Linked DNA regions of Ovis aries: region 2 is linked to region 1. A link is a contact called in public Hi-C data. All regions are on one chromosome and are shown on one strand. The core of a region is the stretch at or near the end of the contact, and the rest is flanking DNA. Distances in the headings are between cores, read along the strand shown.

What was found. A called contact is a pair of places that touch in the nucleus more often than the background predicts.
Region 2: a Hi-C map of hypothalamus shows a contact between it and region 1, with 10 times the contacts expected there. The contact joins the promoter of LOC100302545 here to the enhancer-like site in region 1. A contact is called at or near these places in 14 of 16 Hi-C or Micro-C datasets (blood, hypothalamus, liver and 6 more).

The regions. Positions count from the first base shown.
Region 1 is chr26:1,304,097-1,310,433 of ARS-UI_Ramb_v3.0, forward strand. No RefSeq gene overlaps it. Among named protein-coding and RNA genes, the nearest start is that of CLN8, 37 kb to the right of the region's middle. Within about 2 kb of position 3,120, at least 12 of the 54 cell types and tissues checked have an H3K27ac peak or open chromatin away from gene starts, as enhancers often do. A contact at or near this core is called in hypothalamus and liver, where this site is marked.
Region 2 is chr26:1,436,283-1,442,619 of ARS-UI_Ramb_v3.0, forward strand. LOC100302545 (centrin 2) reads left to right here and starts at 3,106. Exons shown (of 1, transcript NM_001163594.2): 1 at 3,106-4,153. The coding sequence starts at 3,106. The coding sequence ends at 3,624.

The DNA of each region.
Region 1 (6,337 bases), core at 1,870-4,369:
AAGCCCTGGGCCAGTAGGAGCACCTGCCTCGCCCTGGAGACCGTGGAGAGCAGGCCGGGCCCTGAGTGATGGCCCCGGAAGCGGCAGTGGGCATCATTGTCTTGGCACACCCGACACGGGGAGGGCAGGGGCGTGGCTGGTCCCCAGGGCGCCTTCACAGCTTTCAGTATTGTTCTGAAACAAGACACTCAGGGTACATGCTGAGGTCATTTGGCAACAGGGGTTTTTTTTTTGCTCTGGTTATTCCATTTCCTTTTTTCTGTGTCAAACCACACTTTTCCCCGTGAGTTCCTTCCTGTGGTCACGGACAAGATCAAATCTCCTGGGCCACGTGATCTGAGCCACAGGGGAATCTGGACCCTGCCTGGTCCGATGGCCAAGCCAGCAAGGCCCCCCACCCCCCGCACCGCGCAGCTGAGAGAGCACCCGGGATGGATCCCCTGTGTTTGCAGGCGACTCTCCTGCACCAGCATTAGAGTCTCACTGTCAGGGGTCTCTGACCTTCTGTGGTCCCCTTCCCCAAATTCTCCACCTCCAGCCTTTCTAGGTGATCCTTCGCTCACTACGGCTATTGGATATTGTAACTCTGTAAAATCTTAGGGGAAAATTCAAATGTTTAGCTCAACTGGTAAGGAATCTGCCTGCAATGCAGGAGACCCCAGCTCGATTCCTGGGTCAGAAAGATCCACTGGAGAAGGTCGACTACCACTCCAGTATTCTTGGGCTTCCCTGGTGGCTCAGCTGATAAAGAATCAGCCTGCAATGCGGGAAACCTGGGTTCGATCCCTAGGTTGGGAAGATCCCCTGGAGAAGGGAAAGGCTACCCACTCCAGTATTCTGGCCTGGAGAATTCCATGGACTATACAGTCCATGGCGTCGCAAAGAGTTGGATATGACTTGAGCGACTTTCACTTCACTTCAGTAAAAGCTTGTTTTAACTGTACTCAAAGAAGAAAGCAGTTTTATAAAATATTAAACCACAGAAAGTTGTAGAACCTCCCGCAGCCCTCACCCCATAGCAGTTTCCCCAGGAAATAGTGTCAGGTCGTCTTCACTTGAAACAGGACGATGAGGCGTCCAGGGCTGAGACAGGGGCCTGGTGTTCAAGCTTAGCCGTTGCCTGCACGGCTGTGCCCACATCCAAGGCTGTGCCCTCCATGATAACCACGAAGAGACAGGACAGGCACCTTCATTTGAATTAAGTAGCCGAGGCCCAGCAAGTCTGCTTTGCATATTCATGCATAATAAGGAGCTGCCCGGGGCCAGCAACTTGAGCGACAACTCGTCACAGTAGAGAGGGCTACAGGGGTATTTTTGGCTGCAGACAGATGGAACTGGGTTCACCAGATCACAATGATGCAAAGAACTGACTGATTGGAAAAGACCCTGATGCTGGGGAAGACTGAAGGCAGGAGAGGGGGACAACAGAGGGTGAGATGGTTGGATGGCATCCCTGACTCAATAAACATGAGTTTGAGCAGACTCTGGGAGTTGGTGAAGGACAAGGAGGCCTGGCATGCTGCAGTCCTTGGGGCTGCAAAGAGTCAGACTCAACTGAGCAATGAATGACTGAGCAAAAAAGGTGAAGAGCATTGCAATGCGAGGATAGTCCGCCAGAGGGCAGTAGCCCCCTACCCAGGGCTCAGCTGTAAACACAGGTTAATCTGATCTTTAAGTTAAACACGGAAAGCCAGGGTCATTTTTATATTGATCTTTGTTCAAGGATGTTGAATAAACAGGGATTGGTAAAACAGTGTTATACTTCAACATGTAAACAGTTTGAGACAAGCTGTCACAAAGTTACTGTCACCTTGGAAGCAGGAAATGAGGTTTATATTCTGTAACCAGCAGTTGTCTGATCTAACGGGAGAACTGAATCCCATGTTGGATTAGCAAGGACGTCTGTAGCTTTGGGTTACATATTTAAGATTTAATTCTTGTTTTAACTCAAACTATTTTATTCTTTCAAGTTCACATTTATGTTTCAAATGTCTTAGCCATTCTACACATCAGGGAAGAAAAGGAAATAGAGAAAGAGGGGGTGATTTAGGCACAAAATGGGAAAAGTAATGAGAACCCCAGTCCTGCCGCACCATAGCCCACGCTGGTCTCGGGGCAGGAGGGTAACAGGGACCTTTTCTCCTAATGCAGTTGCTTTGTTCCTGTAGATGCGGAAAGATCAAAGCTCTTGAGGGATTGTGCTGGGCCTTCAAGTAAGGTGACAGAGCTGAGGTAGGCCCCTGCAGGTGCTCAGCACACAGCTGGTCCTGAAGCCTCTCCCCCCAAAACCACCTCCTCCACCATCTGAGAGCCTGCACATACGTGTGCGCACACACACACCCCCCACACCCCCTCCCCCAGGGCCCTGACAGCGCCACCAGGACTGAATTGTTACGACTGACTTGCCACTCGCATTTCTCTAGTCAAGTGTACAAAGTAATGTCCGATTCACCATTCTAAACACAAAACCTATGCTCTATTCACTGTCTGATTTAGAGGCGGCTTACCAAAAACAAAAAAACCCCGAAACCCAGCCCCTGACTGGATTCAAAGGATTTGCCCAACCCACACGCCAGCCAAGAGTTAAAGAAAATACACCCAGCTCCTCAAATCATCTCTGCAGTATCTTTCGGTGCGATAATCAGCATCTGGTTAAAAACCTGTTGGCAGAGATAATAACAGGAAAAAGTACCAAAACCCAGGAGATAAGAACAGACTAGAAACAGTTCCATGGGAATTCCAGAAGTCAGAGTTAGGAGACATGTTCCCTAAAAATACACGTGATTCTGTGTTCAGAGCAGATGGAGCCTCACTAGAGAAGTGAAAATCATATATATGGAACTAGAAATTCTAGAAAGAAAACATGTAATGACCCAAACTGAGAACTCGAAGCAGATCACACGTCACAGAGGAGAGGAATTTATAGGAAGGGAGACACGCGAGAAAAGAGGATGTGGGGCAGAGAGGAGAGATTGAACCCTCCCAGAACTGGGGTCCCTGGAGAAGAGGCAAAACGACTCCGCAGAAGCCAATCGGAGATGTGAAGCTTCAGGAAGCGCCTGGGGCGCGGAGCCTGTGAATGCGGAGCAGCAGCAGGCTCCCTGCAGGACCCCAGGGCGCAGAGCTGCCGCTGCTGGGGTCGGTGCCAAAAGAGAAGGCGGGAGCAGAAGGTGCTGGGGGGCCCAGGAGGGGCCCGCTAACGTGCTTCCTGTCCCCCCACCCCACGGCCGGCTCTTCAGGGGGAGCTGGGGGTGTCCCTGCTGGAGGTGAGCCACCGGCCCCCAGCAGGCCTGCACGCCCCTGGGCGGGGGCGGGTGGGGGAGGCTTTCCAAACACTGGCCTTTCCTTGCCGCCTCCCGCTCCCGGGCCCGCCCCGCCCCGCCCCGCCCCGCCCCGCCCCGGTCTTGCGGGCGCTTCCCTCTGGGGTGCGGAGCTCCTGCACCCAGCAGTTTGATCACAAAGCAAAACTACTTTAAGGTTCCGTGTTTGCCAGGGGCTGGGGTTGGGGGGAAGTGAGTGTTTCAACGGGGGAGAGGGTCCGTTTGGGAAGATGGAAAGTTCTGGGGATGAGGCTGGTGATGGATGGCACGTGGGAGGGGCGCGCCATGGGAGAAGGCGCAGAGATGGGATAGGGTGTGCGGGACTTTGTGAGGAGCCCAGGCCGCAGGAAGGCGGGTCGGTGAGCAATCAGATGCCCGTTCTGACAGCCCGCCCAGGGAGAGAAATGCAGGGTGACCTGTGAGCGCAAAGGCTCTCTCTAATGCCTCAGGAGAAAACATCTCCGGGAAAACCAAACTTCTGCACGGCCGGAGCCTGGCACAGGAGGTGCCCAGTATCCTGGATGAAGCGCTGGTTCTCGAGGTGGTCCAAGGGCGGATGGGAAAGGATGTCCAGACGCAGGGCCTTGCAGATGGGAGTGAGTTTACTCGGAACAGAGAGCAGAGACAGTGTGGGGGCTGCAGGCACAGGGGGCTGACCCACTGAAGGGCCAGGGGGAGGCCCAGGTTCCTGGATTTGTAGCCTCAAGACAAAGAAAATTCCTGCTTCAGGGTGGCGTTTCTTTCATATGTATGGAGCTATCTGGGGCCGCTCCTGCTTTCTTTATTGTTCACATGCTAATCCCCTGCTTACCGGAAGAGAAGGCAGATGGGGGAATGGCTGTCTCTCACTTCCCCCCAGCTTCTCGGTGCTTACTGGGCAGAAAGTAGCTGATGGCTCCCAAGGAGCTGGCTTGCTTTCATCTGGGCTCAGAAATTTGCATTTGGAAGAGGCATGTTTACTGGTAGAGCATAGACCAGAAAATATTTCATTTCACATTCCCTCCCCATGGTCGGAAGTTCGACCACATTGGGAGACATTTCATGACCACGGTTTGTTTTTATCCCAGGGCGCTGGGAGGCTGCTCCCGGATCAGGCGAAAGGTCGGCACTGGTCTGCCACTCTAGGTGTTAGTTCCCAGGTTAGGCCCATTGGTAGAGAATGAAAGATTCTCTGGATCCTCTTTCCTCTAACCTAGTAGGATCCAAGACTGTTTCCCTTGTTGCCTCTTCCCATACCTAGAATCACACTATTGCAATTATTCCGCTATTATAAACATGATCTGGTTTTCCAAGATGTTTAGCCTTATAAAATAAACAGATTACAACAGCTAATAATGTTGTTAAAATTACAAGTAGGATTTTAAGCCATGCGCGTCCATGACCAAACCATCTTCCTAAGAGATCACCAAGGCTAGGAAGTGAGTCATCAGGCAGCAACCTGCTTTTTCACGTGAGTCATTAAGTGTGTTACATCAGAGGATTCATCTGGTATGTAAACACAACATTCAATTTGAATTATAGCACAGTTGCCTCCCTGAGATGCTGTAAGAATATCAAGGGCCATACGATTTTGTAATACAGCTTTTCTCATCATAAAGACCTCAGAATTTAGTAGGCTAGTAGCCTAGTTGCTATCATTTAATGTCTTTTGCGGAGAAGGCAATGGCACCCCACTCCAGTACTCCTGCCTGCGAAATCCCATGGGCAGAGGAGCCTGGTGGGCTGCAGTCCATGGGGTCGCTAAGAGTCGGACATGACTGAGCGACTTCACTTTCAGTTTTCACTGTCATGCATTGGAGAAGGAAATGGCAACCCACTCCAGTGTTCTTGCCTGGAGAATCCCAGGGATGGAGGAGCCTGGTGGGTTGCTATCTATGGGGTTGCACAGAGTCGGACACGACTGAAGTGACTTAGCAGTAGCAGCAGCAATGTCTTTTGAGTGAATTTTTAAGTCTTCAGTGTAAGAAATAACATTTCCCAATCCTACTGAAGGCACAAAAATAGCTGCTAAGTGATCATACCAGTGAAATACAGATCTCTGGGTACATCAGGCTCATACTGATGGTAAATATCTGATGGTAAAATATTGATGGTAAAAACTCAGAGTCACATCTGAGTTTGTACATAAGTGGCCTTGAGCCCAAGGGAATCCTCAGGTACACCTTCCTAGCCAGCCTGGTTGGTGGAAGCCAGGGTCATAGATTGGACCCACAAAGCCATTGAGTCCTGATAGGTGCCAGCCAGTATACTTCTGGACATCTGACCCAATCTGTTCCATACCAATCACCATCTTTAAGAGAAATGGTAAATTGGTTGTTTTCATAAGGTACCTAGCCTAATTTTCTAGTGTTATTAGGTTGATCATCCCTGGTATGGTTTAATTGTTCCCAGCATGTAGGGCCTTTAGGCTTAGACTACCATAGCCTGGTGTTAGCCAGATAAATACATTCCAAAACTGAGGAAGTGTCCCCCCTAATAGTCTAGAGTTTACTTTTTTTGACTGGAATTTAGCCTTTGTTCTGACTGAGCTAGAGTAACCTTAAGGGAAAATTCATATTTATGGCCAGGGTCAGAATAAGTATGTTTGATTGGCCAAATGAGTGGGTCCCATCTAGTGATGTCAGTACCAGCCCAGACAGAACTATAATTTCTTTCTTCCAAAATAAACTTTACAAGAGCCATCCAATCAGAGCCTTGGAGGAGAGAAACCCATCAAGGTAAACCAGAAGTATTGGATGCAGGTAATTGACCCAACAATTTGACTGATCTCTAAAATTTGCACAAGATCATGCCCATGATAGAAAAACATTTTATTCATGTGCAAGAGTCCAGAAAACTAAGGAGAAAACTTATAAACAATCATACGGGTCAGGGGCAGGGTCACTTGGGTCAGCTGGCTACTTCTGATGTCATCTTCTTCTCATCCTGGTGATGGCGTGTCCTTGTTATCAGAGTGTTGTTTTAAGGTGGGTTTGAGGTTAGCAGTTCTCTCTATAAACCAGTCTGGTGCAGGAGCC
Region 2 (6,337 bases), core at 1,856-4,355, 130 kb after region 1:
CCACAGGGCTACGGAATCACAGAGAAATACTCTGCAGTGAAAATCATACCCTCTGTGCGCTACTTCGTAAGTTGGAATCAATTTTGGTTTCCAACTGAATGCGAAAATTGCAAAATAGAAAATCTAAAAATCCAGCTGAATTCTGCCTAATTTACTAGTTATGTGGTGGTAGAATCTCTTAAGACAAAGGAGGGAATAAATTTTCTTTCCATAACTGTATGTGGTGAAACACTTAAATTAGGCAAATAAGTGGATATAAAAACCCACCTCAACCCAACCCAACAAAAAAGCCATTCGTGCTGTCTCTAAACTTAGAAACTGATCTCTAAATATTTGAAATCATCATGCGAAAAATGTAAGCTATGGAGCCAAATGTTGAAATAGAGTCTTGATCTCCCTGGTGTTTTCAGAACGCTAAAACCAAAACTGTGGTGCTGGAGAAGACTCTTGAGAGTCCCTTGGACAACAAGGAGATCAAACCAGTCAATCCTAAAGGAAATCACCCCTGAATATTCATTGGAAGGACTGATGCTGAAACTGAAGCTTTGGCCACCTGATGCAAAAAGCCGACTCACTGGAAAAGACTCTGATGCTGGGAAAGATTGGAGGAGGAGAAGGAGACGATAAAGGATGAGATGGCTGGATTACATCACAGACTTCAGTGGACATGAGTCTGAGCAAACTGCAGGAGATGGTGAAGAATAGGCAAGCGCTGCATGCTGCAGTCCTTGGAGCTGCAAAGAGTTGGATATGACTAAGTAACATCTATATATACATATTTAGATTATTCCATCCAAAAGCAGAACACACACTCTTCAAGTGTACATGGGACATTCTCTAGGATACATGACATGGAAGGCCCCAGTACAAGCCTTGATAAGTAAGAAAACGGAAATAATATCAATGATCTCTTCTGACCACAACACTATTGAGACTAGACGTCAACAGGAAAACTGCAAAAAGCACAAAACCTTGGAGGCTAAACAACATGCTACTAAGCAGCCAATGGGTCACAGAAGAAATTAAAGAAGTAACAAAATTAATAAAAATACCTGGAGACAAATGAAAATGAAACGATCCAAAAATCTACGGGAGGAAGCAAAGTTCTAAGAGGGAAGTTGTAGTGATACACGTCTGCCTCGAGAAACAAGAAAAACCTCTAACAATCTAACCTTATGCCCAAAGGAATAGGAAAAGAATAAAGGAAACCCATATTGAGAAGAAAAGAAATATTCAATATCAGAGGAGATAAGCGAAGAAAAAAATTGAAAAAAAGATAAGATCAAGGAAACAAAACAGCTGGTTTTGGGAAGAGGGAAACAAAACTGATAAACCTTTAGAAAGACTCAATCATGAAAGAAACGGAGAGGGGCTTAATCGATTAAAAAAAGAAAGAAATGAGAAAGAAGCTATAACTGGCACCACATGAATACAAAGGATCATGAGAGACTACTGAGTTACAATAAGTTACATGAGTAACTTCTAGTTACTGTAAGTAACTATACATCAATAAAACAGACAAGCTATTAGAAATGGACACATTCTCTGAAATGTACAATCTCCCAAGAATAAACCAGGAAGAAATAGAAAACACCAACAGACCAATTACCAGTACTGAAATTTAGCCAGTAAAACTCTCAACAAACAGAAATCCAGGTCCAGATGGCTTCACAGGTGAATGCTACTGGACATTTGGAAAAGAGTTAATAACAACCCTTCCAAAACCATTCCGCAAAAACTACAGAGGAAGGAATGCTTCCGAGTTTATTCTGAGGCCAGCATCACCCTATAGCCAAAACCAGACAAATAAACCACAGAAACAAGAAAGTCACAGGTCAGTAACATGGATAAACATAGCTGCAAAACCCTCAATGAATTAGCAAGGAAATCCAGGAATTCATTAAAAGGACCACACATCATGAACAAGTGAGATGTATCTCAATATCCATCTATCATTGTGATACACCACAGTAACATATCAAAGTCAAATTATTGTCTCAGTAGGTGCACAGAAAGCTTTTGACAAAGGTCAATAGCCATTTATGATATAATCTGAAAGCAGGTATAGAGGAAACATACCTCAACATAAAGGCCATGTACCTAAAGTGCACAGCTAACATCAGACTCAGTAGTGAAAAGATAAAACAGTTTTTCTAAGATAAGGAACAAGACAAGGATGTCCACCCTAGCCACTTTTATTCAATATAGTTTTGAAAGTCCTAGTGACAGCCATCAAAGAGAAAGCAATAAAAGGCATCTAAATTGGGAATTAAACTGCCACTGTTTCCAGGTGACATGGTACTACACACAGAAAATCCCAAACGTGCCACTGGACAACTATGAGAGCTCAATGAATTTGGTAAGTTTGCAGGATACGAAATTAATATACAGAAATCTGTTGTATTCCTGCTAACAAGCTATCAGAGAAATTAAGCAAACAATCCTATCTACAATCATGTCAAAAAAAATGAAGTAACTAGGAATAAGACTACCTAAAGTGGCTTAACACCGGTAGCAGGGAAACTATAAAAGACACTGGTGGATGAAATTGATAACAGCACAGCTATATGGAAAGACTGACCGTGTTCTTGGATTAATCATTATTGTTCAGATGATGATTACTTACTACTCATGTCACCTGAAATTCAATACAATCCCTGTGAAATATCAATGGCAGTTTTCACTGACTGGAACAAATAATTCTGAGGTCTGTATGAAAATACAAGAGCACATGAATAGCCAAAACAACCTCAAGTATGGAGGTGCCCGATGTCCTGACTTCAGACGGTACTACATAGCTAATCGAAACACACAACACTGGCCAAAAAAGGACACACAGACCAATGGAACAGGACAGATTCCAGAAAGTAACCCATGTACTTATGATGAATCAACAAAAGAGGCAAGAATATATACTGGGGAAACACAGTCTCGTCAATAAACGGTGCTGGGAAGACTGGACAGACACAGATAAAAGAACGAAATTAGAACATTCTGTAACACCACTTAGAAAAATAAACTCAAAGTGGATTAAAGACCTAAGGGTATGACCAGGTCGGTGTGTACGTCGGTTGCCGTAACAACGGGAAGTGGAATCCATCCGGGATGGCCTCTAACTTTAAGAAGGCAAACATGGCATCGACTACCCAGCGAAAAAGGATGAGTCCTAAACCTGAGCTTACCGAAGAGCAGAAACAGGAAATTCGAGAAGCCTTTGATCTCTTTGATGCTGATGGAACTGGGACAATTGATGTTAAGGAACTTAAGGTGGCAATGAGGGCCCTGGGCTTTGAACCAAAAAAAGAAGAGATCAAGAAAATGATAAGCGAAATTGATAAGGAAGGGACAGGAAAAATGAACTTTAGTGACTTTTTAACTGTGATGACTCAGAAAATGTCTGAGAAGGATACCAAAGAAGAAATCTTGAAAGCCTTCAAGCTCTTTGATGATGATGAGACTGGGAAGATATCATTCAAAAACCTCAAACGTGTGGCCAAGGAGTTGGGTGAGAACCTCTCTGACGAGGAGCTGCAGGAAATGATTGATGAAGCTGATCGAGATGGAGACGGAGAAGTCAATGAGCAGGAGTTCCTGCGCATTATGAAGAAGACGAGCCTTTATTAAAATCAGTCTCAGCTTTTCTACCATGAGCACAGGGAACTCGGTTTAGTGCCTGCCGTTGTGTGAAGCCTGGTTTTTGAAAATGTAAATTATTTTTCCCCACTGACGTCTCGGTATAACTTTAGTAACAACTCTAAATCTGTTTTCAACTTTTGAAAGTGTTCTTTGAAATTGAGGTTGTTTGTAAGGTTACTGGGTGACTGCTTTAATTCCCCAGGGCAGAACAAAAGCATGTTAGAATGGAGAAAAGGGTCTTTGAGCTTTCACCCACCTGCCATTCTGCCTTGTATTGCTTAACTCTTGTCCTGCATTCCCACATTTATGCCACCGCCAAACAACTTCTTCTCAAGCACACATTGTACCCATGTCACCACAAGCAGAGAGCATCTCTTCAATGGTTCCAATTTTAATTGACACCTGAGTGCAGCTTTCTCTTTTATAAAACCCAGTGAACTCTTCCTTGCATTTGGATGTGTGTGTGTGTATGTATGGGCTATTTGTTTTATCTTCAAATAAAGGCTTTCTTATTTGAAAAAAAAAAAAAAAAGACCTAAGGGTATGACCAGAAACCATAAAATTTCTAGATGGAAACATAGGCAGACATGTAAATCACAGCAATATCTTTTGTGATTTTCTAACAGAAACAAGCAAAAAAAAAAAAAAAAGAAAAAACAAATAGGACCCAATTAAACTTAAATACTCTTGCACAGGAAAGGATACCACTGACAAAACAAAAAGACAACCTGCTGAAAAGGAGAAAATATTTGCTAATAACATGACCAAGAAGGGGTTAATATCCAAAGTATATAAAACATACAACTCAGTATCAAATGGACAGTCGGATTAAAAAATGGGCAGAGGACCTGAACAGACAGTTCTTCCAAAGAGGAAATGCAGATCGCCAAGAGGCACATGAAAAGATGCTCAACATTAGGGCTAATCAGGAAAATGCAAGTCAAAACCACAGTGAAGTTTCAGTTTGTACTTGTCAGAATGAAAAGTAAAAATTGTTAGTCACTCAGTGGTGCCTGACTCTTTGTGAACCCATGGACTAAAGCCTGCCAGGTTCCTCTGTTGTCTGGAATTCTCCAGGCCAGAGTACGGGAGTGGGGCAGCTGTTCCCTTCTCCAGGGGACCTTCCCCATCTAGGGACTGGACCCAGGTCTCCCGCACTGCAGGCGGATTCTTTACTGGCTACCCTCAGAAAGACAGGAAGCACTGAGGAAGCTATGCATTAAAGGGAACGCTCCTACACTGCTGGTGGGGATGGAAATCGGTGCAGCCACTATGCAGAACACAGCAGTGGATACACACCGAGGAAACCAGAATTGAAAGAGACACATGTACCCCAATGTTCATCGCAGCACTGTTTATAATAGCCAGGACATGGAAACAACCTAGATGTCCATCAGCAGATGAATGGATAAGAAAGCTGTGGTACATATACACAATGGAGTATTACTCAGCCGTTAAAAAGAATTCATTTGAATCAGTTCTGATGAGATGGATGAAACTGGAGCCGATTATACAGAGTGAAGTCAGCCAGAAAGAAAAACACCAATACAGTATACTAACACATATATATGGAATTTAGGAAGATGGCAATGACGACCCTGTATGCAAGACAGGGAAAGAGACACAGATGTGTATAACGGACTTTTGGACTCAGAGGGAGAGGGAGAGGGTGGGATGATTTGGGAGAATGACATTCTAACATGTATACTATCATGTGAATTGAATCGCCAGTCTATGTCTGACGCAGGATGCAGCATGCTTGGGGCTGGTGCATGGAGATGACCCAGAAAGTTGTTATGGGGAGGGAGGTGGGAGGGGGGTTCATGTTTGGGAATGCATGTAAGAATTAAAGATTTTAAAATTTAAAAAAATAAATAAATAAAAATAAAATGTCAAATCTAAAAAAAAAAAAAAAAAATAGAACCAAGAAGAGACTGAGCAATCCCACTCCTGGGTACACATACAAAGAAAGGGGCAACACAGACTGGAAAAGAAGCATGCAGCCCACAGCTCACAGCAGCGGTACTTACAAAAGAGGCAGCTAGGGAGATCTGAGCCCGCATGGGAGTGGGGCCAGGCGATGAGCCCCCCAGGACCGCCGTCACAGTAAGAGTGCATGCCCTTCCCGACCAGCCTGGTGCTAAACGCTCAGCCACCAGCCACGGGCCCTCCTGCGCGGCTCTGCCCTCTGTGCTGCCCCTCAGGCCCCAGCCTCTCCCGAGGGCGCAAGGGCTCTCTGCACGGAAGAGAAGGTCCACACCTTCTCACCAACGCCCCATCGCTCCACCTGCCCCAGGGCGCCCGGCCCGGCCTCCCCGCCCTCTTCCCACCGGTGCCGGGCCGGTCCGAGCCTCTCCGCAGCCCTCCTCCGCCGTCACGTGACCACGTCCCCGCCGGCCAGCCCACAGACGCGCATGTCGGTTCCCAACACGAAGGCCCCCTGGATCTCACTCCTTCGGCAGCCACTTTTCCTCTTCACAGAGAGCCCTGAAAGGGCCTCCTGTACCCGCAACCCCGTGTCCCCGCAGCCCCCACCCCCTCTCCCCCACGGCACGCCGCCCACCCAGCACGGCGGCCCTCGTGTCTGACGCCTCACAGCACTCACGCAGTTGCTTCCTCTTCTCAAGGCTCCTCCTTGGGGGTCTGGGACGCAACTCATCTTGCGAGCCCACCCTGTCCCGGGGGGTCTCAGCCAGGCCTG